2 separate regions of the Macaca mulatta genome follow, and region 1 is linked to region 2. Evidence: chromatin contacts called from public Hi-C data. All regions are on one chromosome and are shown on one strand. Each heading gives the region's core, a stretch centred on a gene start, on an enhancer-like site or on the middle of the called end of the contact. The rest is flanking DNA. Distances are from core to core; before and after follow the strand shown.

Region 1 (2,892 bases), core at 18-2,517, 120 kb after region 2:
CAGCAAGACATTCTGAGGAGTAGCCATGATGAAGAGAAAGAAGTCATCAAGTTTTCCATTCTTACAACCACAAAAGAGAGAGAAGAAATGGGGTTCAGTTGGGACAACAACAGAGGTCATATAGAAATGGCTGGGCTGGAGTTCAAAGGACACGGTGAGCCTATGAACTCAGGAATTCCCTGGACAGATTTCCATCTGTGGTTTGTCCTGAGGGCACCATCATGGCCAACATAAGTAAACCAGGTGTTTGTGGATCCATGTTGCCTCACCCATCCTGTGTGTAATCATTCACTGGCGTGGAATACAGCAGGGCTATTCTTTACAGGGCTTTTGTGGGCTGGTTTCCATTGGGAATCACTGTGATAGCCGCTACCCAGTGGTTCTCCTTGCTCCTTATTTCTGCTAAAAGGGGATGTGTTTTCCCAGAGGAGTCAGCAGCTGACTAAACCAAGCGACCACAGTCTGGGGTAGGCTCACAAAGGCCCAGTTCTGATGAATGCCCCCATAAATAAAAGGGTTACACTTTTTGCTGGCATAATTCCAAGAACTTGTGCTTTATGGCTTCCTCTTAAACTAGTCAAAAGAAGCTGTTCCATGCTTTATACCTATGTATTAAGCTAGTTTCCCAGCCACTCTTTTGCTTTTGTTTTTTCCCAGAAAACTTGGAGGCCCCAGAGTATACGCAACAGTTTCAGTGCATCCTTGGAAGACCTTTTCTACCTTCTCGATTGTGATGTTTTTTCTTAGCTTCTCCGCAGTGCTTACCATACAACCAAATTAATTCACTGAATTAAGTATGCTCTGTGTGAGATGTGAACAAAGCAAAAGCTGCTGGGAACAGAGTAAGTACAAAATAAGATGTAAAATCCTTCCACCCTCACAAACAAACAAGACCAAAAACTAGGATCTTGGGTTTGACATTTTGTGGCTCTTTTAAAATTCCAAAATATTCCTTATGCATTAAATAGGGACAGTGTAATGCTCAAAATTGGGTTAAAGATCAAGGATTCCAAGTAAATCCAAAATAAAGATGATTGAAAAGAGCTAAAGAATTTTGGTGAATTTCCAAGAATTCCAACTTTTTGGTTGGGTTTGTTTTGTTAATAATATACCCCTTATAGCAGAAAAACTTAGGTCCAAACCTACAAACAAAACCTTCAGTGTAATGTTTTTATTATTCCCAGAGGAGCAAGATTGCTGAGAACCTATCCACTTGACCAATTAAAAACTAGTCACCATGCAGAAAGTGCATTCTTAGAATGCCTCATAGAGTGACTCTTCTGTCTATGAGGTGTTTTTATTTTGTATGGACTTTAGTTTGGGATTCCAGCAGTCAGGAATGTCTAAATCTACATTCTCCCCAGAGTCCATCTGGTCCCCTAGAGAACAGTGAGAATTAAATATTAAACCACGGTAATAATGCTAATCTCAATGACGAATATCTACAGTTTAATGTTTAATCCTTACTATGCTCTAGGGCATTTGACTCCAAATACCTGTGTGATAATGGTTAAGTGGGCAACCCCACAGTTACCTATTCCTTTACTCGTAATACCTTCCAATTTTATAGCTCTTAGAGTAACACTTTCATTGTAATAATCTCATTTAATCCCCATAACAACCCTGTGTGTTATGTGTTATTATCATTATATGTTCACAAATGAATTCTATGAGATTAGGTGACTTTCCTAAATCTTACAGCTAAGTTAAGTGTCAGAACTGATACTGGAATGATAACATACAGCTCCAAGTCCCAGCACTTGCTTACAGCCACAGTTACCTTCCAGGTAATTACTTTCTATACTTTCGAGATACATTCTCAAAGGAACACTTTAAGAAAAGTTTTTTCTATCATCACAAATTAAAGGGACTTTGGTACCTAAGACAGGTCAACCGTTGTTTGGTGCAGAATGACCTAGAATTTAATGACATATGATCTACCAGATTGTAAAGGAAACTGAAAATATGGAGGAGGAGCAGCATAATTAAAGAAAAACCAAGCAGTAGATTTTTACTGCTCAGCTTTATTTTTAAAAAGCTAAATATTTAAGGTTATTTAAAGTCATTTTGAAGCTGATACCATGGTTTCAAAACATTGTCTAAATGAGGCCTTTTAGGGCTATGCAAGTTGTTGGAACTATGGACCCTTTTTCACCAGCAGGGGGCAGTAGGCATTTCCCCATTGTTGTCCTCCTGTTGTACTAAGCGCCCCAGGCCTGGCTCCCCACCACCACCCTCGACCAGGAGTCTGAGGATAGCACAATAGAGTGTGCTGACTTGGTTTAATTCCTGAAAGTCTCGAGCTCTAACACTCTCTAGTAGAATGCATCATGGTATTGGGTTTCTCTACAAATTTTATATAAATTCCAGGAATTGGGAAGAAAAAGTTCAAGGATGTGCAATTAACTTTTGTTATTCAAGATCAAAATAAGCTACTAAAATATTTTTGTTAATTGTTGGAAGTCCAATTTGTACTTATCTTTAATGAACAAGGAATGCCAGAGCCTACCAGGGACATTGATGGTAATAGTCAGCTCACTTTCTTTCGTTTTTTTTTTTGGAGGCTGAGTTTCATTCTTGTTGCCCAGGCTGGAGTGCAATGGTGCGATCTCGGCTCACCACAACCTCCGCCTCCTGGCCTCCTGGGTTCAAGCGATTCTCCTGAGTAGCTGGGATTACAGGCATGCGGCACCACCCTCAACTAATTTTGTATTTCTAGTAGAGACAGGGTTTCTCCATGTTAGTCAGGTTGGTCTCGAGCTCCTGACCTCAGGTTATCTGCCTGCCTCAGCCTCCCAAAATGCTGAGATTACAGGCTTGAGCCACAGCGCCCAGCCTAGTCTGCTCACTTTCTAGAGCGAATCCTTTTCCCTCTACTCTGCGAAAAGAGCT
Region 2 (2,859 bases), core at 291-2,790:
GAGTTGTCAGAAAGCAGATGGTATTTAAAGTCATGAGGGGATGAGATCACCAGAAGAGGAAATGTAGAGAAGAGGGCATTCTCAGGACTGCTTGGCAGGGGTATTTTCAGCCTAGGTAAACTCACTGAAAAATTACTGAAAAATGTCCAACTTTGTAAAAATCCATGCCTAAAGTCTTCAAAGAGGTAACAGTTTGACACATGCAAAGAGGATTAACAATATAAAAAACAAGATTATTCTAAACATTAAAGTTTATGTTGTGTTTACTATGTGTCAGGCACAATGTTGCTTTATATAGATTATCACATTTAATCTTCATCTCGATCTTGTGGGGGTAATATCATTTCTATTTTTCATGTGAAGAAACTGAGGCTTAAAGGATTTAAATAATTTGTTAAAGGTCTCACAGCTAGTAAATAGTGAGCCTGGGATTCATATCCTTGTGATCTGCCTACACTGCCTTCCATTCTAATGGCTGCACTATCCTGCCTCAAGTACTGGACGAGGACAGAAAGAAGCCAGTTATGGGGCTCTAGATCCCTCTTGACTGCCCAAAACAACCACATCAAAGCAACATTTTTACACACACCACACCATACACACAGACACACACACACACACGCACACACACATGCACACACAATCAAGAGCTGCAGCCTTAGAAGATATAAGAACATTCCATCTTTCAGGCTGACTGCCCCTTACTTACTGCCATGTCAGCTCCCTGAGAGAGGTCCTAGAAACTTTGGTGTGATGGAGGAAGGACTTACAGTGGAGGAAACCCATGTTTCCAAGGACCATGGTCCAACAATAGGCAATGGAGAGAGCACCCCAGGCTCCAAAGAGCAACATCAGCATCTGGGTTATGAACACAACCAACCCTGTGTTTTTAAGAACTCTGTCTTTCCTGAAATATCCTTCTTTTGGCTTGCTGTTATTTGCCACTTTTACAAGCTACTGAGCCACATCACTGGTGTGAACAGTTTCAAAGCTTACATATTTCTTCTTGTAATCAGTTTAGTCGATCTTGTAACTATAAAGAGTGAGATGGTAAATCCTGAGCTCTCATTCTGAGTCAGAATTTATGACAAGAACAACGTGCTTGTGCCCAAACAGAACCATGCATGTATGGTAATACAGCACTTGAAATTTATGTACTTCCTTTTATCCAAGGAACAGAAAGTGCTTCTATAAAATGGATTAAGAGCCAACTGTCTACAGCAGGCAATGGGAACAGTTCAAAAAAGGACTGCTGAGAGAATCATTTAATTTCTGCAAGGCCAGGGTTTGCACTAGACAACCATGTGTCCCAGTGTTTCACAGAAATGGTTCCAGGAGACCACTGCCATTTCAACCCCTGCTCAACAGGGATGAATTCAACTGCATCTTTGCCCACCAGTTGTATATGAAGATATTCTTTCATCCCTGCGGTTTAGTGCTGGTTGCTGCACAGGACTAGCCCCTGGTATTAGCTGAGGAGATCACCAGCAGAATGGATCCTGTCATTCCTTTCCACTGACTAACTGGTTGGCTCTTCTCCTTAGTAAGGGAGAGCCTTTATGATTCACTGTGCTAGCATGAAAAAACTCTAGTCTTGTAGATAAGCCCACTATAATTTATGACCCCACTGTAAAATAGGATGGCTTCTCTATATCACACACTTTAAAATGTACATGCTACAGTCGGTCCTTGCATTAGTTACCTGTCGCTGCATAACAAATTATTCAGAACTTAGTGCCTTAAAACGTTTATTATGTCCCAGTGTCTGTGGGTCAGGAATCCTGGCATGGCTTGACTGAGTCTTCTGCGTCAAGTCCTCTCTCAAGATCTTAGCCAGGGCTGTAGTCATCTCCAGGCTAGACTAGGGGAGGATTTGCTTCCAATAATGAGGTATTTGGCATGATTCAATTCTTTGAGGGCTATGAGACTAAGGCCCCAGTTTCTCACAAGCTGTTGGTTAGAGATCTCCTTCATTCCCAAGAGAGAGCACCAGCACGAATGAAGTGACAGTCTTTTGTAACCTAATCACAGAAGTGACATCTCATCACCTTTGCCATATTCTATTTGTGGAAGCATGTCACCAGTTCACATTTAAGGGCACGGGCTTACCCAGGGCATGAAAACCAGAAGGCAAGGATCACTGGGAGCCACTTTAGAAGCTGACTACCACCGTCCGACGTACATTGTCACACTTGTCCTTATAATGATCCTCCAATGCATTGTTAGTCCTCTCATTTCACAGGTAGGGCAAGTTCTCAGACTTTAGTACTTGCACCTACTGACACTGACATTTATCTTTAGTGACTCATAGTGTTCATTCATGTATGCATTTATTCCATGACTATGATGTGAAAGTACAAAATATTAGGTATGCTACTGTGCTAGGTGCCAGTAAGTTTTTATTCTTGGTAAAATATAGGTGTGTACAGCATCCTAGTAGTTCTTCAATGAATATTTCTTGAGAGTAAGAACTGTTTGTAATATATATATATGTATATAGTAGTGCTTAATTTATTGTGTTATACCAATAGTACGTGGTAGTAGTAATTGGTATTTATATTATTAGATATAAAAGTTATTATAAGAATATAATAATTCTCATGAGTTGTTAATCTATTTTTATAGTTTTGACATATATAACTGGGAGTCCTCTTCTGGTTTTTGAGGGTCTAGGATTCAATAACTTCTATTTCAGAGATGAATAAATACAGTTGAATAGTGGTTACGATATAGACGACACCCCAGAAACTGAAATGGAGAATTTCATTCTAGTCCTATTTATAGCCCAAACTCTATGTACATGTACTACATGGGAAAAGCTCACATGTAACTTGAGTCAGCTCCACATTAAACACACAT

What was found. A called contact is a pair of places that touch in the nucleus more often than the background predicts.
Region 1: a Hi-C map of fibroblasts shows a contact between it and region 2, with 2.7 times the contacts expected there. The contact joins two enhancer-like sites. A contact is called at or near these places in 2 of 14 Hi-C or Micro-C datasets (fibroblasts and liver).

The regions. Positions count from the first base shown.
Region 1 is chr5:137,338,049-137,340,940 of T2T-MMU8v2.0, forward strand. No RefSeq gene overlaps it. Among named protein-coding and RNA genes, the nearest start is that of JADE1, 230 kb to the right of the region's middle. Within about 2 kb of position 1,268, at least 2 of the 40 cell types and tissues checked have an H3K27ac peak or open chromatin away from gene starts, as enhancers often do.
Region 2 is chr5:137,214,156-137,217,014 of T2T-MMU8v2.0, forward strand. The region is part of intron 2 of LOC106998496 (a long non-coding RNA gene); the gene reads left to right. Among named protein-coding and RNA genes, the nearest start is that of PGRMC2, 160 kb to the left of the region's middle. Within about 2 kb of position 1,541, at least 4 of the 40 cell types and tissues checked have an H3K27ac peak or open chromatin away from gene starts, as enhancers often do.